Regions from separate parts of the Muntiacus reevesi genome. Here region 2 is linked to region 1. A link is a contact called in public Hi-C data. All regions are on one chromosome and are shown on one strand. The core of a region is the stretch at or near the end of the contact, and the rest is flanking DNA. Distances in the headings are between cores, read along the strand shown.

Region 1 (5,468 bases), core at 1,876-4,375:
ACCATCTCATCCTCGGTCGTCCCATTCTCCTCCTGCCTTCAGTCGTTTCCAGCGTCAGGGTCTTTTCCAATGAGTCAGTTCTTCACATCAGGTGGCCAAAGTATTGAAGCTTCAGCATCAGTGAATATTCAGGACTGACTTCCTTTAGGATTGACTGATTTGGTTAGGGCAAGTTAACTCTCTGTGATTTACTTTCCTCATCTATAAAATGGAATTCATGACAGGATTCTACCCCTAGGATTATGCAGAGATGAAATGGGTTCACTTAGCATTTGTAAAACGTTTAGGACAGTGCCTCAGCACATAGTTAAGTACAATCTATGCAGGAGTAGAAGGGGGCAACAGAGGATGAGATGGTTGGATAGCACTATCAACTCGATGGACATGAGGCTGAGCAAACTCTGGGAGATAGTGAAGGACAGGGAAGCCTGGCATTCTGCAGTCCACAGGGTGGCAAAGAGTTGGACACAACTGACGAACCAAACAACAAAAAATGTAGGTAGTGATCATGATTGTTATTACTGGTCCCTGGTAGCTGAGTAAATAATCTGTCTGCAATGCAGGACACCCAGGTTCGATTCCTGGCTGGGGAAGATCCCTTGGAGAAGGAAATGGCAACCTGCTCCAGTACTCTTGCCTGGGAAATCCAATGGGCAGAGAAGCCTGATGGGCTACAGTCCATGGGGTGGCAAGCGACAGACACCACTTTGTGACTAAACCACCACCGTCTGTGTCAGGCATAATACTAATTTCTTGATGTGGGTTTCGCAGCAGTCCTACTTGTTCACCAAGTAGGTTTATAAATTTTTACTGAGCGCTCACTTATAGCACAATAAGTGTCAGACAAGACACCTGTTTTCAAAGGGCTTGTAGTATTAAGGACACTAAATCAGCAAACAGAAAATGTGAATTAATTTCAGATGCTAATTAGTGCTGTGACTAAAGCAAGGTCATGTAATAGAAAGGGGCTGGGAGAGGTCCCTTCAGATAGAATGTCAGGGAAGGCCACTATACCAGGTTACAATGGAGCTGAGACCCAGATGATGAGAACCACAGGTAAGAACTTTTATTGTCTTCATTTTAAAGATGAGAAAGCAAAAGTGTAGGAAGTTTAAATGCATTGTCCAAGGTCTCAACAATAACAAATAGTCAATAACAAATCAGGCTGTAAGGCTGGGTATGTTTGACTCCTAACCAGTGTTCTTTGTCACGATACTGGAGGCAGAGAGATCTTGGCTACTTTGAGGCCTCCAACTAGACATGGAATCCCTCCTGTATCCCTGTCATGGTTAAGAATGGCCTTGAATTCCTCTTTGTTGTTAAGTCACTCAGTCATTTCCACCTCTTTAGCGACCCCATGGGCTGTAGCCCACCAAGCTCCTCTGTCCATAGGATTCTCCAGGCAAGAATACTGGAGATATATATAGCTCCAGTATATATAGGTTGCCTTTTCCTCCTCCAAGGGGTCTTTCAGACCCAGGGATGGATCCTGTGTCTTGGGGTCTCCTGCATTGCAGGCAGATTCTTTTACCTCTGAGACACCAGGAAAACCCTAATTCTTCTTTGACTCCTTGCTAGTTCCTGAAAGCAGCTCAGAGACACAAAAGGGATCTACCACCTACATCAACAGCGTTAAGAAAGGTATCAAAATGTGTTTTAGGAAACATCCATCCTGACCCCAGATGCTAATAAATGATTTGCATCCTCTTGTCACTTTTGCTCTGTCCTTTCCAGAACCTCACCATTCTGTGAGGTTTCTGGGAGAGAATAATCACCACCACGCCCACCCCCTCCCCAACTATTTAACATAAACTGAAACACACGTTGATGAACTTATCAGTACTGACTAAATGACATTATCATTTAAACTACTTGGTTTTCAATTTTCTTCATTTTTCCATTAAATAAAAGGAAAAAGACATTGAAGTGATTATCATTAAACTTCTCTCAGGAATATGTTTAGGTAAATGGGTTTGTTATTGGGTAAAACCTTGAAAAAAATGAAAGGGAAATTTTGATATACTTAAAAACTTTGTTCTCTTTGTTCAGTTTGTTTTCCTTGGAGCGTTCAGACATTACTGAGCAGAAAGCTGGGTTTCTCTTGCTTAAATCCTTCCATCATAATTTATCATTTCAAAACACTAACCATAACATAGAAGTAGCTGGAGGAGAAACGCCTTTTGTGGCAGCTAGATTAATTTAGGAGCTGGATTGAATGTAACAGCCATTGAAATTGCACAAAAGTAAATCTTAATCTTGGTTTCATAAACATGAAGATTATAATATGGACAGGGCAGGTAACTGAGAGGTACTCTTACTTTCTATTCAAAGAGTTTGCCCATCAAAGAAATAGATTCACAGAGGCTGTGCTTGAGAAAACATTTTTTTTTTTTCTTTTTTTTCTTTTTTTTTTTTCCAATGAGTCAGTTCTTCGCATCAGGTGGCCAAAGTATTGGAGCAAAACATATCTTAAGAAAAATGTTAAAAAAAAAAAACAAACCCTTTCACAAGCATCAAATTACATGTTAATGCATAATTGTGTTTCCAAGGGTGAGTGTAGTTTAGGCTAGTTTTCTATAGGAAATAATAAAGAGTTATGTCTTTAAAAACTATTTGTAATTCAAACTTTTCATTAGCCTTCCATTTAGTATGATTGGTTTGTTTTTATTTACTGAATTTTATTTACCTGTTAACACCAGGCACAGCTCTGGCAATGTCAGACATGTGTCTGCTCTTTATTTTATGGCTAAACCTTTTTTTTAAAGCAATTAAAAATTTCACAATTATTTGGCTTCCTTTTATATTTTTAGTTAATACTATCTGTATTCAGAGATACTCACTAGAAAGAATAGAAAGGAAGGAAAAAAATACCTCTTTGAGAAGCGAATTTTTTGGTACTCTGAAAAAAACGCTAGAAACAGGGTTGCTTTTCATCAGTCCTAATTCCCACTTGGAGAATGCTCCCCACACACAGATACAATGAAGATTTACTCAGCAGTAATAAATACCTGAGCAGGCAGATGATGTGTGAACTTGTCATCGGCCCTCTGGAAAATGGACTACCAGTACAAAGGTTTCTTCAGCCACGTGTTTGATCTTGCCCTCCACAATGCCTGTCTACAAAAAAAAAAAAGTCTACAAGGATGTATTAGCTTCCCCTGAAATCTCCCCTATTTAACGTGGATTGCCTAATGAGGTTGCCTCACATTACATACTTCAGGGAGAAAAAAGTTCTCTTTTGGCCATTTTTAACCTACTGATCCTTTTGCAAGGTTAACCTGTTTCTTAGCAAACTTCAGACATAAACTTTTACGCTGCAGTCGACTACTGCATCCTAAACTATGTCTAGATTTAAATATGTGCTTTGTTTTTCTCCTAATTTGCAACAGGAAATAGTGAACAGCTGACAGTTTCAGAAATGTATGTTTTGCCTACGTAAAAGAAAAAAAATTTTTTTATAATTTCAAATAAAAGTAAAGAATGTGCAGCCAAAAAACCCAAAACACCGCCGCCCCCCCCCCAAAAAACCCCCCCAAACACGGCAAATCTAGCCACTAAAACATAGACTGTTCCTGGCTTCACAAGGCTTTTGCAGTTATAAAAGTATTCATTTGTAACGAGCTTTGGACCAGAACTTTAAAAGAATCTTTTTTTTTTTTTTACTTAAGTCACGAGGACCTCTTAGTTGTTGGTGACACAATCCAGCCTAGTCTTCGTACAGGCTTTATTTTTGCCAGCCGGATCACAACTTCCCGAGGAGCCCTGCCGGCCCGAAGGACCTCGCGGGAAGCCCAGCTGGCAGTTATTTTTATTTTTTTCCGCTCACCACTAGGTTGCACTAGATGAAGGACGCTATAACAAACAGGCGTCATTTAGTTTAGTTTTTCTTTTTTTTAATAGGACCATCACGTGACAAGAGCGAGTAAGAGAAAAAATGCCAAACGATCGGGTTTTTCTTCGAAATCCCTCTTAAATCGCCTTCCCTCAAAAGACCGAAAGAGCTGAATGGTATCAAATCCCGGTTCGCAGGTTTTTTCCCCGGGTTCCGCCTCACAAGCACGCTAATTCTCTTCTTTGGGGTTCCGTTCCACGCCACAACGATAAGCCAGGATCAAAGCCTCCATAAACTGGGGGTTTTCGCCAAAAAAGCCGAGGTAGCCCCCCGGGAAGGTCCCTATTTAGAGGTTTATCGGGAGGGGACTGAGCCTGACGAGGCTGCAGGGCCGCGAGGCCCCGCCCCCCCCGGGGTTCCCAGCACGCCCCGCGCGGCGAGGACGCGGCAGCGGGGGAGGGGCGGAGGAAGGGGCGGAGCCATGGGGAAAGAAGGGCGTCGGTTTTGCGACAGGGGCGGTGCGGTGCGGAAGCGGAAGTGGAGGGTGCGCTTGGCGGCGGCGGCGGGAGCTGCGGAGTCGGGAATCAAAACAAAGGGCCTGGGGGGGCGGGGGGAAGGCGGCGGGGCCGGAATGTGAGCGGAGGTGGGGCCGGCGGCTGAGGTGAGTTTGCTGGCCACGCTGGGAACTTGTCCCCGACGCGCTTCATGCTCTGGGCACCAGGCTGGAACGGGGGAGTGTGTCCCCTCCTTCTCCTGCTTATTGCCAGCGGGGGTGGGGGAGGTTGGCTAGACTGAGGAGAAGCCATGGGACCCACCCGTCCGGCCCCCGCCGGAGGTTCGGGTTGCCTCCCTTTCTGGTCAGTTCACGGCTGTCATTGCAGCGTTGCTGCTACCCTTTGGGGGTGTTTGGCTCCCTGACTACACTTGTCTCATTTCTCTCTTGAGGGCCCTTCAGGTGTGGAGAGCCACCTTTCTAGAGGAGTGTGCACTGTTGGAAGTTTAAGAGAGGAAGAGAAGGGGTAGTGTTTTTGCATCCACCTCTAACGTTTTGCACCCCCCTCGGTTTATCAACACTCCCTAGAGTGCAGCCTTTGGCTTGACCTAGAGCACTGAGTTGTCTTAGGGTTGAATCAGTTCCACAGATTGTATTGTGGCACTGTGACAGACTTTTTAGTTTCCGTGGCACCTTTCTGATACTACTTAGAGCTTTCCAGTTACATCTTTTGCACTTTCCAACATCTGAGTATAAATATTCTGTTTTGCATACAAGGAAGTTGAGACCTAAAGTATCGTCCTAGACCTTTATTAAACTCTTCATTTAAGAATTACTGATGTGTGCCAGACAGTGCCCTAGGTGCAGGAAATACAATAATGAATAAAAAACAAGAACAACTCATGATCCATAAGTAAATACTATCCTGGAGTTTATATGTAAGTGAGGGAGACATAATAAAAGCAAGCAAATGAGATAATTTTAGAAAGACGAGCTGTGAAAAGCAACAGAAAAACTCAGGCATGGGATGGGGTAGTACTGGGTGTTGAGGACTAGATCAGGTGTGAAGAGAAGGCCATTGCTAAGTTTTCTGCTTCATTGGTGTCATTTAATCCTATGAAGATGCTGCTGTTATTAGGCCTA
Region 2 (5,109 bases), core at 1,519-4,018, 190 kb before region 1:
GGAGAAGACTCTTGAGAGTCCCTTGGACTGCAAGGAACTCCAGCCAGTCCATCCTGAAGGAAATCAGTACTGAATGTTCATTGGAAGGACTGATGCTGAATCTGAAACTCCAATACATTGGTCACCTGATGCAAAGAACTGACTCATTGGAAAAAAAACTCCCAATGCTGGGAAAGATTGAAGGTGGGAGGAGAAGGGGATGACAGAGGATGGATGAGATGGTTAGATGGCATCACTGACTCAGTGGACATGAGTTTGGGTAAACTCCGGGAGTTGTTGATGGACAGCATGGTCTGGCATGCTCCCTGGAGTCCATGGGGTTGCAAAGAGTCAGACACGACTGAGCAACTGAACTGAACCGATTCCCCTTTCTGATGATATTGTTATTTCTTGCAATTTTTTAAAAGTCAATTAGGTATAACTGTAAGATAGACTCTTAGAATTGAAGGGTCAAAGGATGTGAAAGGTTGATTATGTATTGCGAAAAAGACTTCTGAGAAGGTGGGGCCAGTTTACTTGCCTGCAAGCTAGGTATGGCAATACTTGTTTCCCCACATCCTCACCAACACAGTGTATTACCCAATATCCTCACAGTTTTAAATGAAATTTTACTTTCAATAATTGCTCTATGGGTATCTCTCTCATAGGGCTGTTGGTGAGAACTTAAAGCTCTTAAAGAAGTGCCTGCCACAGAGTGGCAATGCATGTTAACAGTTATTATATGATTACTACTATTAATCACTATCATTTGCCTCTCTCTCTTGAGTTCTTCATCAGTATATTCACAAATATGTTTCTCTGAAGAGCTCAAACATTCTACCTATGGAGTTGGTTAATCTTTATAAATCTCTTCAGGTGCTCACTAGGATTTCAGGCACTGTGGGTGTTACAGAACAGGGAAGTGTGACCCAATAGGACCTTCCTAAGGTTACAGAACAGATCCATGTCCCACGAAGTAAAAATGAATTCAGTATGGAACAGGATTCCTCTAGGTTACAATAACTGTCAAGCTTTTCCTGACTGCCACCCACTTCAAGAAACAACAGCAGGAACCAGAACACAAAATAGACCTGAAACAAAAGTTTCGAAAACAATACGTCTGTCTTCTATTCATCCCATTCCATTTCATTGAAAATATGTTCATTAGGTTATACTAATAGATTTCAAAATCAATTGTTGGGTTAAGACTAGTGATTAAGGGGCACTCTTCTGGGTCATAAATGTTGATCTTCCCGGATATATAACTGGAATCATAGAACCTCACACTCAGTTTTGGGTACATTATTTCCATCTTCCTTCCTTCCTCTCTCTCTCTCTTTCTTGTCCTTCCTCTCTTCCTTTCTCTCTCTCTCTTTCTCTTCCTTTCTCTTTTTCTCTTCCTTCCTCTCTCTCTTTCTCGTCCTTCCTCTCTTTCTTTCTCTCTCGCTTTTTCTCTTTCTCTCTCGCTTTCTCTTCCTCTCTCTCTTTTTCTCTTTCTTCCTATCTTTCTCTCTCTCTTTCTTTTTCTCTCTCTCCTCTCTCTCTCTTCCTCTTCCTTTCTCTTTCTCTTTCTCTTCCTTTCTCTCTCTTCTCTCTTTCTTCCTCTCTTTCTCTTTCTTTCTCTCTCTCTCTCCTTCTCTCTTTCTTTCTCTCTCTCCTTCTCTCTTCCTTCCTCTCTCTCTCTCTCTTCCTTCCTCTCTCTTTCTCTTCCTTCCTCCCTCTCCCTCTCTCTCTCTCTCTCTTTCATTTCCTTGGAATGCTAGAGCTTATTTGTCATCAATCATCTTCACAACTAGTTCTTGGAAACCTTATGTGCACTGTCCAGTATTAAGCGCCAGTGGGGAGAACAGACGTTGAAGAGCAAGAGGCCTCTCCACCATTTGCTGGTGATCTTAGTTATGCCTCTTCAGTCTTTAAACAGTTTCCTGACAGCTCAGTAGGTAAAGAATCTGCCTGCAATGCAGGAGACCCTGGTTTGATTCCTGGGTCGGGAAGATCTGCTGGTGAAGGGATAGGCTACCCACTCCAGTATTCTTGGGCTTCCCTGGTGGCTCAGATGGTAAAGAATCTGCCTGCAATGCAGGAGAGCTGGGTTCGATCCCTGGGTTGGGAAGATCCCCTGGAGAAGGCAGAGGCTATCCACTCTAGTATTCTGGCCTGAAGAATTACATGGACTGTATAGTCAATGGGGTAACAGAGAGTCTGACACGACTGGCCGACTCACTTCACTCCTTTGTGAAGTGGAGTAATCATAAGAGATATCAATGTTAACGCACAAAAAGCTTCAAAGAGTGTCAGGAGCATTGTAAGTCCTTAATATAGTGGTTCTCAAGGTATGATCCCCAAGACGGGCAGCATCAGTATCATCTAGGAGCCTGTCAGAAATGCAGTTCTCGGATCTCACTCCAGATTTATCCAATCAGAAACTTCAGGGATGGGGTCCAGCAATCCATTTTAAGAAAATTTCTAGGTGATTCCCACGCATGCTAAAGTTTAATACATGGTAACTATTAACAACTAGTGCTTGAGGCTGCAGAGACGAGCAGAGGGCAGATACGAAGGGTTTAGTAGCCTATTAAGCCCTAAGGTGCAGCGACATAGTAACGGTTCCTACCGGCCTCAACTCCAACTTCCCCTTCCTACTCCCTCAGCGCCCGCCTAGAGCTCCCGCCTCGCTGATTGGTGGGGTCTCTCTGGATCTTCACCGCCGATCCAACCTCGGAGAGCATAAATGGAGAGAGGCGGAACTAGGCACGGCTAGAGCGGCGCCCCTATTGGCTATAGACCACGGCGGGGACGGAAGTGCGCGTGCGCACAGGCGGGGCGCGCCCCCGGCGGCCGTTGAAAAATGGCGACTGTCGCCGAGTTGAAGGCCGGTGAGTGCGACTGGGAGGTCTACCTGGTGAAATGTGTCGGCCTTCAGTCTGTGAAAAGGATGAGGCGAAAGGAGGACCCGCGGAACACTAAAGTCAGCCTGTTCCAGGGTCGTTCTGCGGCGTCAGGGCCTGCGGAGCATCCGGCGGGTGTGGCGGCTGCACCTCGGGGCTCTAGGGGGTAGGGATGTGGTTGCATGGGGTCTGTTTTTAAACCGACTTTAAACTGGAGGAGGAGCCCCGGGATCCGCGGGTACCTGAGAGGTCTGAAGTGCTGCACCTTGCGGCTCAGGCTCATCTTTCTGGATCCTGCCGGGGGCGAGGCCTTGGACCTGGCCTTTTCCTCCGGACTGCTGATTGCTATACCGAAACAACCACTGTTGGTGTTCGGCCCCAACGTAAACCGTTTCCTTGGCTATCTCCCTGAATCCGTACAACCAGCCGCGAGGTGGGTCACCATTTTCCATGGGGAAAAACTGTAGGTAGAAAGGTGTCTGGCCTGACCATATTCTCCTGTGTTTTTAAGAAAATTTCCACAAAGAGTCGAGTCTTTTAAGCTGAGAACATTTGTATACCGTTAGTTTTGACGCAGATGTCCAGACAAGTAATAGTAATTATGGTTATTAGTCAGGCACTACCCAACCCCTGTGTTACCTAATTGATTTCGTATAACAACTTTATGCCTATTTCAGAGATTAGAAAATTGAGGCGCTGAGAGGTGAAACAGCTCACCCTAAGTAATTTAGCTAGAAAAAGGCAGAGAGTAAGAACTTGGGAGATGCTGCACAGGGTCTGCAGGTTTTCGTTACTGAGTGATACTCAGTATCTGCTAGTAAGACCAGTTCCAGTTTTCGGGAAATTTAGGCTCTAAATCAATGATTCCTAGAGATTTGTTGGAGAAAATGATTTGAGAGTACGATTCAGTTACTATTGATATAAATGTATATTTGTGGCCTCAGGCTGTTGAACAGTCATTAAAAAGGCATACCTTTAGGATTTCCCTGGTGCAGTGACACCACCCCCCTACCCCCCGCCATACACACACTGTGCAGCCGGCACAGGTTCTCTCCCTGGTCAGGGAACTAAGATCACACAGTGGGGCCAAAAAAAAGAGGCACACCTCTATCCACAAGCACACACTCGACATGAGTTGGTGTACCCTCTCCCCAGGAAACACACATCACCTGTAATGTTGCATGCTACTTCTGAGGATTTACAACTAGTAAAGAACCTGCTGCCAATTCAGGAAAGAGATTCAGGTTTGATCCTTGGGTCAGGAAGATCCCCTGGAGGAGGGCATGGCAACCCACTCCAGTGTTCTTGCCTGGAAAATGCCATGGAGAAAGGAGCCTGTAGGCTATGGTTCACAGAGGTGCAGAGAGTCCAATATGACTGAAGTGACTTAGCACACAGCACACTGTGTTTCCTATTGTTTATTATTTTACAATTTTGGTAAAAGATTGTTTAGTCCATGGGGTAGCAAAGAGCCCCACATGACTGAGCGACTTTCACTTTCACCACTTTCACTCCGAGGATATAAACCAGATTAAGAAGCTCTATCTGAAGAAATTGTCATGGTGCAGTGTTTTAATAACCGTGATAGTAGAGTGAAGGTCAGAATGGCATGGAGATTAGGGATGTATTACACAGATATAGGGAGCCCTTTAGGTGTTTTCTGCATTCCTCAGCTCTGAATGTGCCTAGTGTTCAAGAGAAATCTAATGAAAATGTTTGCCAATCATTTATATTACTTGGGCTTTCACCTTTTTAAAGCGCTTTCACTTCACATTTTCCTGCCTTACTTGGTTCTGCCTCTGAGACATAGAGCTCATATTGGAGAAGGCAAGTGAGGCAAGAGTTAGTGATCTAGCTCTGAGGTAGTGATGACATGCAAGGTTCCTAACTCCAAATTCTTTTCCTGGTTATTTTTGTTTTTGGCTGCTCTGGGTCTTCACTGCTGTGTGCGGGCTTTCTCAAGTTGCAGTGAGTGTGTCTAGTTGTGGTGGGCTGGCTTCTCCTTTCTGAGGCTTCTCTAGTTGCAGAGCATGGAATCTAGAGCAGACTCAGTAGTTGTGGCACATGGGCTTAGTTGCCACGTGGCATGTGGAATATTCCTGCCCCAGGGGTCAAACCTGTGTTTCCTGTGGTGGCAGGCAGACTCTTAACCACTGGACCACCAGGGAAGTCCAGCTTCTTAATTCTCATTTCTCTGCTGAATTTGAGGCTATGCTGTATGCATATACAGAGTAATTGGATA

Evidence for each region. Hi-C and Micro-C count contacts between places; a contact is called where the count stands out from the background.
Region 2: a Hi-C map of muscle shows a contact between it and region 1, with 5 times the contacts expected there. The contact joins the promoter of CEP20 here to the promoter of NDE1 in region 1. A contact is called at or near these places in 2 of 3 Hi-C or Micro-C datasets (blood and muscle).

Annotation. Positions count from the first base shown.
Region 1 is chr2:192,945,491-192,950,958 of mMunRee1.1, reverse strand. NDE1 (nudE neurodevelopment protein 1) reads right to left here and starts at 3,125. Exons shown (of 9, transcript XM_065924393.1): 1 at 3,009-3,125. It overlaps MARF1 (meiosis regulator and mRNA stability factor 1), which reads left to right and starts at 4,411. Exons shown (of 27, transcript XM_065924389.1): 1 at 4,411-4,493.
Region 2 is chr2:193,132,553-193,137,661 of mMunRee1.1, reverse strand. It overlaps CEP20 (centrosomal protein 20), which reads left to right and starts at 2,768. Exons shown (of 4, transcript XM_065924402.1): 1 at 2,768-2,855. The coding sequence starts at 2,828.